2 separate regions of the Mus musculus genome follow, and region 2 is linked to region 1. The links are chromatin contacts, called in public Hi-C maps. All regions are on one chromosome and are shown on one strand. Each heading gives the region's core, a stretch centred on a gene start, on an enhancer-like site or on the middle of the called end of the contact. The rest is flanking DNA. Distances are from core to core; before and after follow the strand shown. Region 1 has its middle 19 kb from the start of Gm39674. Region 2 overlaps Cpeb4 (cytoplasmic polyadenylation element binding protein 4).

Region 1 (4,406 bases), core at 334-2,833:
TTTTCCATGGTTTGTTTAGCCTGCTATCCTACACCCAGGACCACCTGCCTAGGTGCGGCACCACCCACAGTGGGCAGGGCCTTTTCACACCAATCAGTAATCAGGAAAATCCCCGCAGACGTGCCCACATGCCAATCTGATGTAGGCAGCTCCTCAATTGGCAGCCCCTCTTCTCCTATGTCTCTAGTTTGTGTTAAGTTGTCAAACACAAACTAGCATATGTCATGTGTTCATATGAATTGGATATTCACAACCTCCAGAGCTCTGGTCTGCCTCAAAGGGAGGTGACAAGACAGGCTGGCCAGGTCTACAGGTACAAAATGAGGCCACCTCACTCCATAGGCTTTAGTTCTGGTGCCTCTGAGTCTCAGTTCAGGACTTTAGTCAGTTTCTCACTGCCGTGACAGTGAGACCTGTAGGTCAGACAGTCCAGTCCACCAGTAGCTATTGGCCAGAGGCAACAAGACAGGTGGCCCACAGGCTGGCTGTCTCTGCCTAATTCATGTCATCCTGTTGAGTGCCATCTGGCTGTCAGCTTCTTGATTCTCTAACTGTCCCTCCTCAAGGACCCTCTTAAAGGCACAGACAGATTCACTGGTGGTGTCTTTCAAGGGCCTTTACTCAGCCTTTCTGGGGCAAGGCTCACAAAGAAAAGGGCCAGCACAAAGCGGGCATAGGGTTTCAAGAGCCATGCTGCCTCGGGTGAAGTATCTAAAGAATTACTTGTTTTGAGTTCCCCCACCCCTGAAGTGCTGTCCCCTCTGTGGGCCTTGTGGAACGTGGAGACTGGCCTTATCTGGTTTGTGATTCTCCTTTGCCCCAGGAGAGACTGGAAAAACACTCTTTCGAGGAGCTGATGGGAAATTGACCCACATTAGCACAACACTGGTCTGTGCTGAATCGGGACAGGAAGGTCCATTTCAAAGAGGAAAAATAAATGTTCTTTGTAACCAGGCCAAGGCTAAACATGCCTTCTCTCTATTGGTCCAGATCTGTGCCACCTCCCACTGCATCCGTAGGTGTGCTGAAAGCAGGCTGGAGACTTTTATAGAGACTGTCGCTGTCACCATGGCACTGGGTGCTGTACTCTGCTGTATCAAAATGTCAAAGGAAGAAAGCATAAACACGGGGCCTTTCGATCTGCAGGCATTGCTGGGTGCTTCTATGTGTGTCTGCCTCTGCATTCAATGTCAGCAGTAATGTGATCAGCCAGGAAAGCTAGCTTCTCCGCAGATCTCAGGAACTCACAGCCAGGCCAGCCATGCCCCGTGATTTAATTTCCCTCACAACAGCCTTGCAACACTATAATCCTCATTTTGTCTGTTCAGGGATTAGGCTCATCCATGTGCATCCAGGGTTTGGAATGGAAAGTGTGGGATTTTAAGACAAATTAATGAAAGATTTATTCCTGGAAACTGGGAATTGAGCTGAGGGAGGCAGCAGAGGCGGCGGGGCATCTGAGACTAGCCACAGAGAAACTCTGTAGCCAGCTGTTAGCTTACCAGGCACTGAGCACAGAAAGGAAATGTCAGAGTCCAGCAGGACAGCAGTGTGGAGGGGCCTAGGCCTGGAATGGACCAGGCTGGACTGAGTGGTGGCATCTGCTCTAGGTTCAGAGGTTTATGCTGGCAGGGGTTTGTATTTCTTATGCTTACACCAGCCAAACGGACTGGGCTGGGCTCCAGGATGAGGTCAAATGTGGGTGGGTCTCTTTCACATGCTCTCTCTGGCTTGAACAACAAATGTGTTTCCTCATGGTGCCACTCAGCTTTCCATCTCTGTGACAAGTGCCACCCCCCCCAAAAAAAACCACCCTGAAAAGAGAAAACTCCATTTTATCTCATGGTTTCAGAAGCTACAACCCAGGGTGGCTTGGTCTTATCATCCAGGGCCCATGGGAGACAGCCCAGTACATCACGATGACAAGGGTACATGGAAGAAGATGACAAGGTACCTCAGGAAAGATAGGAAGAAAACATACACACACACACACACACACACACACACACACACACACACACACACACACACAGAGGGGGGGCAACATCGCAATATTCCCCCCAAAGGGCTTGTCCCCAATGTCTTAAATTCTCTAGGTCTCACCTCCTAAGAGTCCCACAACTTCCCAATAGCCCAGCAGCTGGATAGTAACTCATCAACACAGGAGGTTTGAGGGGATGTGAAAGATCTAAACCAAGGCCGATGGGGTGACCCACTGGGTAAGGTGCTTGCTGCTAACCCTGATGGTGTGAGTTCCATCCTTGGGACTGACATGTTGAAAGGAAGAATTGACTCCTGCAAGTTAGTCCTCCACTCTGTCCTCCACAGATGAACCATCCCTCCCCTCCCATCCCCATCCCCCCCCCCATATCCCTCAGTAAATGTCAGTTTAAAAATGACAACAACAAGAAGCCATACAGCTGGGGCTGTAGCTTAGTCTGCCTAGTCCATGCAACGTCCTGAGTTCATTCCCCAGCACCATCAGAAAAAAAGGAAATCCAAACCAAAATACCCATCAGAAATGAAAGCTGCACAGGTGACCATGATGAACTCCATGTCAGCGTCATGAGAGATAAATCCATTGATGTCGAGACAATGGGACATTGAGTGGTTTGAACACATTATCCAGTATAAGAGACTGGAGAACTAGAAAAAAACATTCCAACCTGCCATATTTCCCAGAAGAAACAGAATATCAACACAAAAGAGGAAGAAATGCAGGTAGAAACCAACTGTGTCCCACCCCAGAGTTTGGTGCAGTGTCCAACTGTACAAGCTGAGGAGGTTTCTGTGTGCTGGAGGGGTGCCGTCTGTTTGGGGGATTGCTTAGTGCAATGGGGTCAGGACTGGAAGGGTGCTGGGCAGGGGGTGGTAGATTGATTGGACAGAGGCAAGTTCTGCTGGAGACTTCAGAATTCTTCTTTAATGTCATAGTCAAGCCTGGCAGTGGTGGCACACACCTTTAATTCCAGCACTCAAGAGGCAGAGGCAGGTGGATCTCTTTGAGTTTGAGGCCAGCCTGGTCCACAGAGTGAGTTCCAGGACAGCAGAGGCTACACACAGAAACCCTGCCTGGGGGAAAAAATAGTCATGGTCAAATTCAGGGAAATGACAGATTTGGAGGTCACAAACTAACTTTGGGTTCTGAAACACTCAAAACCCTAAAATATTGTGAGTAGCACGTATGAAAGATGGAGTCACACGATTTCCTTGGTAGCAGTTGTCACAGACCCTGTCCATTGGAATCCCAAACCTGACCATGTGGATGCAAGGTCTCGGTTCTAGATCCTAGAATGTCACCCCTACAAAATGAGACCAAGTAGCTGGTTGATGCCTCTGTGGTTAAGAAGAGCATTGGATCCACAAATATGAGGACCTCAGTTCAGATCCCAATACCTAAGTGAAAAGCAAGAAAACTTGGCGTGGCTGTGAATGTGGCTGTGTGCCTATAACAGCAGCACGGTGTGGGGCTGAGAAAGGAGAATCAGAGGGGTGCCAGTTGTCAGCCTAACTCTGGTTTCAGGTATAGATCCCTGGCTCAAAGGAAGAAGGCAGCAGTGACAGACCAGGACATTTGGTATCCTCCTCTGGCATTCGTAGATAGGCACTGGTATATGTATAACACACACACATGAATACACATGCACACACATAAACACACACACATATGCATACACATGCACAGACACATCCACACACATGACCACAGATTCACACACACAACCGCAGATTCACAGTGGGAGAACACTAAAGAGCTCCAAGTGCTTTGATGCCCACACTCGGTTGCCTTGGTAGCAGCAGCAGATGTGCCCATCGTTTGCAGTTCTCACTGACTAATGGCCACTCTTTGAGCATGCCCAATGGAGAAACTAACAGAGCCAGGGTTCAGATAGAAGATGAAGTGTCTGCTAGTCCCTGCTGTAGACTGAATTAGACCACGTGACCTTCAGCATCTCACTTTGACAAGGGGTAACAAAAGGTAATGTGTCTAGTGAACTTGCCGTGCCAGGAACTGTCTACTGAGAAGCTGGGTAGAATGAGAGAGCTCAGAAAGCCAGAGGCAGGCGCTGGGAGGAGTGCTTTCCTTTTGAGAACACAGGCTGGGGGTTTAGGCCCAGAGTGGAGAGATGAGAACTGACCACCTGCAGAGCACCACATGCTGTCTTGTCTTGGGGATTTCCACCAGTTTTCTCAGCGGCTCCCTCCTTGTATGGCCCTGGGCCATTCCACTTCCCTGGGTCAAAGTTTTGATCCCATAAAAATGCTAAATAAGACGTGACAGGGTACAAGGTGCTCTGGCTCAGTGTGCGGTGAGAGCCAGGGAAAGAACAACAGCAGTGTGAATGAGATGTGCAAGCCATGCCATGTCAATAACACACATTCACTTACGGCCAGTGGTTCTCAAC
Region 2 (4,593 bases), core at 1,072-3,571, 140 kb before region 1:
TTCCTGCTAGAATAGTACAGTAGCATTATTTTATAGATGATGATGAAAATCTTGATGACAGTAACAATGATGATAAATTTCTGGCACTGAGCATAAGGAGACCTGACTTTGATCAAAGAGTGAAGTTTTAATGCACTACATAGCTTCCAGAAATGTTGTGGGGCTTGGCACCTCTCACTCATCTGTTCTCTTGCTGATTTTTTGGGGGTGGCTAAGAAACCTATATTCTACATAGGTTACCATTTTCAAGTAGTAACCAAAAGGAGATCCAATTATAATAATTATTTTCAACCACTCGTTACCATGTGAATCAGACAAGGTATTTTTTGTTGTTTCTGTTTGCTTGATGAATGATGAGAATACAGCAAAAATAATTCTTGGACAGAGATATTAACAGAGATTTGAATTATCAGAAATTTGGGGGAAAAAAACCTCAGGAACTGGAACTATGGCTCAGTGGTTAAGGGTGATTCCTGCTCTTTCAGAGGACCTGAGTTCAGTTCCCAGAACCTACACAGCAGCTCACAACAGCCTATAACTTCAGCTCCAAAGAATCCAATGCCTTTTCTAGCTTCCACAGGAACCCACACACATGAGACATATATCCAGACAAATACACATAATAAATCTTAACTACACACACACACACACACACACACACACACACACACACACACACACACACACAATTAGCAAATAAAAAGAAAAAAAGATTTCTATATTCTATCTATTTATTCTAAACTGTGATACCAAAAATATCTATGCACTTTAAAGTTCTTTAATTCTGTGAGTAGTTGCCTTCCCTGTGACCTTTAGCTTTTTTCTGGCATGCACACATAAACAGGATTTGTGGGCACATTACTAGTGTTTGGGTCAGGGAAGGAGACTATGGAAGAACTACAAAGGCTAATACATCTTTCTTCATGCTCTCCTTGATGGTAAATAATACATGACCTTCTCTTTGGAACATAAAATACTGTGTTTCTTGGGCTGCCTCTTTCAGGTTCTAAGTTTCTGGTTACCTTCTCTTTTCATTTGCTCTACAGAAGCTAACTAGTATTTGATGATGGTGGGCTGTCATGGGATTTACACTCACTCTCTTCATTAATTTCAGAATGGAGAATCAAGTGGCTCACAATATTTTTAGAGAAAAGTTTCTATCACAATTTTGAGGGACAAAAGTTATTGTTAAAATAGGTGAGTAACAGCAATCAATAAATGTCACTGCAGAGCAAATGAGTGCCACTTTTGCACTTGTTGAAGCACAAATACTATATTTTCTTAGCCTAATACTCATTTCAGGTCTGTGCACTTCACTAAGGTAAATCAATTATCACTTACCATTAATAAGCAGAGAACTATCGGATCCTGGGTATGAATAGTTTAGACGACCTGAAGGTAAAAGAAGGCCGTTTGTTACTAATTTTTTTTTCATAGATAGTTTAAACTTATTCAATAACAGAGCGGAGTTGGTGGCTTCTAATATGCAAAATATTTACAAATCTCCATTATGGGACATGAATTTGTTGTTCTAAGGAACATAGCTAATCAGAGGATGTGCCAAGCATCGATGTACCAAAGGGGAAGTCTGAAGGTGATAAAGTGTCTCTCAAATTTAGTTACTCAAACATAAGAACTAGCTAAGTAGTAAGGTCATTGTTGTTTCCAAATCACCACCCAAAATATGCTCCTCTACACCATATGTATGCCCTGTAAGTATGAAATATTTTTCATTTTGTGTTGGTTGTTACTTTTTTTAAAGGATGCACTTAACCACAAATTTTCCTATGTGGCTTTTTCCTTAGGAAAAAGGCTTTCACAGGTAAAGGCGTGTAGGAGGCTTTGAATTTGGGTTTTGGGCCATGCAAAGTGAATATTCACTTAACTTCCAAGTTTGAAATGGTTCATAAATTTTGAAACTAAAATCACTATTCAAGCTATTCCCAAAACAGAGCTGTGAAAGCTCTCAAGGTGCTGGAAGAACTTCTCGCCCGGGCAGGGAAGGCCAGGGAATTTCTGTGCCGTTAAGAAACTGTATTTTTGTTTTTTGAAGTACCTCTATATGTAAAGTGAGCTATCTAGACCACAAATCCTCACTGAATACCCATTGTGTACACAATAAGTTACAAAATAAATATTGTTGTGGCAACGTTTTTAAGCCTCCATACCCCATGTACCCATTTTTACCAATCTTCAAAAAAATGGTGGAGAGCCCTCAGCATGTTCAGCAAAGGCTGAAAAACCTGGCTGCTAACTCTCTACAATGATCAGGAGTAGCTGCCAATATCTAATTGACTCTGAAGTACAAAGGTCCCTTTAGGAAATAGCACTGAGCTCTGGCCTCACGGAGCAGTGAGGCTTATGGGCTGTGGAAAAGCAGAGAAGAGGCAGAGACTCTGCCAAGCCTTCTCTAACTGCCAGCAAGTCTCTACTCAATTCAGAGAACACTCTGGGAACCAGAGCTAATGTGGTCCCACCACTCCAACACCATGGACAAACAAGTCTTCAGAAGGAAGTTTCAATGTGAGACTCTTGCCTTGGAAAGGAACTCACAGAAATGCCCCATGTCACAAAAAGAGAAGAATCTGTAACTAACCTATATCCAACACCACAACTGGTTAAACTTTGCAACCAATTTAAAATCAAATAAAGGGGCTTTCCAAGATAAAATTAGCTGCTCTCATTATGATTTAAGCTTGTTGCTATTTAGGGAATGAGTGGAGAAATGGAGCTAAGGAAAAAGTGAAACCTGATTTTGATACTTCAATTTCTGACTAAATATTGTTTTGTTTCTTTACTGTTGATGTGCAGATCAAGTACTCAACTCTGGTAAATGCTACTGGAGCTGATTTAACTACAGCTTGGATTCTACTCCTGTCACAACATACTTAAAAAAAAAAGATCTGAGATGCGTGAAACAGGAGCATGACATGAACCATTAAACCTCACCTGTTTTCTTTAATGAAACATGTCTAGATTTTGTTGCTATGTAATCCTCTAAGGAAATGAGTTAACAGGAGCTATTAAAACCACTTTCTTTCATCATCAAACATTTTTTAAAAATATGAACTAAGAAGACAACACATAAATAAAAGCATTTATATTGATTAAAATTAAGAGCTGAGAAGAGTTGTCTTTGTAATTCTGAGGACATGCTCTAATTTCTTTGGAGCTGACACTGTAGTCAAAGCTGGGGTTGTTCCACATGAACCAGAACGTCTCTTATTTTGGGCTAAGAAAGGCTACAAACAACAATGGGAATCCAAGTGACAGATTACCATACTGCCTGGCCCAGTTGAACAAAGTTCAAATTTACCAGAAACATGTCTTCTGGGTATTTTTGGAGGACAGAGAAATATTTTGACTTCACAGACACAAAAATTTGGCTCAGCTCAGGTATGTGCCTACTTTTAGGTGAGTGACATTTCACAGCTGATCTGCTCCTTAGCCTTCTACTTTGCACCCAAGATACAACATGACACTTTTTGCCACTGTCAGCATAGTCCCAGCTGGAACACTGCCTGTGAGCCTTTAACAGCTTTAACTTGCCTTCTGATAAGGTTTACTGCTAGGAGAGCATCTGCTTTGATCCTGAGAGGCCCATATACTATGCATGTGATATCCTACTAAAACAATCAAGAATTCTCCCTCTACTTTTAAAGAATCAGCAGTGACATTAAAAGATTTTTTTAAAAAAAGTTTCACAGTATTTTCCAATTCTGTAAATTCTTTCTATAATAAATATATAACAAATCTAAAAAGTCATTCATAATTATGGGTACTATCTCTCCTTCTCTGGAAATTCTCCTAAAGTGCCATCATACTATGGAGGACCTGAACCTTCTACAAGCTACCCCTAGTGTCTTTTTGTGCCTTCTGTCTTCTTTGCCCTCTGGATGCCAATACTGCTCATTGTCTTCCCTTTCCTATTCAGTGACTAAGATCCTGACTCGCCCATCCCATAGATCCACAGTGGGATTCATTGCATGCTCCTAGCCAAAGACTGGCTATCATGTTAATGTGTCTTGGTACCTATCTTCCTATCTAAACAGTTCTTTTTTTTTTTTTTAATTCATAGCAAAAGTTAGTTCCAGAGTCGTACATTTGTTTTAAGTGATGAATCTAAATAAGCATTTTATTAATACCAAAAAAAAAAATCACAGATCACATTACTTTCATTCTTACTGTTCAGAGAAATGTATAACAATATGCAACCACATACACCTATTGATACTGAATCACAGTAGTTTCACTATCCTAAGATTTCTCTGTTCTGCCTATTCATTCTGTCCTATCACCTAAACTTCAGATCTTTTTTGCTAGTTTTATAGCTTTCCCTTTACTAGAATATCAATTGGCTGAAACCAGCGAACCAAGCCTTATCAGACTGGCTTCCTTCATTTACTGTGGATTTATGGTTCTTCTATATCTATATCTTCTATCTATATTCTAGAGCTCAACAGCTCATTTCTTTTAGTATAACATTACAGTTTGGTACAGTAGTATGGAACTACTAAAGGCTATTTTGAATACTTCTGAGTATGGCAGTTACTAGCTAACCTGTTAGAAACACCTCTGTGTTGGATTTTGTTA

What was found. A called contact is a pair of places that touch in the nucleus more often than the background predicts.
Region 2: a contact with region 1 is called in a Hi-C map of liver, with 3 times the contacts expected there. The contact joins two enhancer-like sites. A contact is called at or near these places in 2 of 484 Hi-C or Micro-C datasets (forebrain and liver) and 2 of 115 datasets of contacts at active chromatin or transcription factors (astrocytes and neural progenitor cells).

What each region holds. Positions count from the first base shown.
Region 1 is chr11:31,767,753-31,772,158 of GRCm38.p6, reverse strand. No RefSeq gene overlaps it. Among named protein-coding and RNA genes, the nearest start is that of Gm39674, 19 kb to the right of the region's middle. Within about 2 kb of position 1,583, at least 105 of the 459 cell types and tissues checked have an H3K27ac peak or open chromatin away from gene starts, as enhancers often do. A contact at or near this core is called in astrocytes, forebrain, liver and 1 more, where this site is marked.
Region 2 is chr11:31,905,624-31,910,216 of GRCm38.p6, reverse strand. Cpeb4 (cytoplasmic polyadenylation element binding protein 4) reads right to left here. Exons shown (of 10, transcript NM_026252.4): 3 at 1,342-1,392. Among named protein-coding and RNA genes, the nearest start is that of Cpeb4, 37 kb to the right of the region's middle. Within about 2 kb of position 2,321, at least 38 of the 459 cell types and tissues checked have an H3K27ac peak or open chromatin away from gene starts, as enhancers often do. A contact at or near this core is called in astrocytes, forebrain, liver and 1 more, where this site is marked.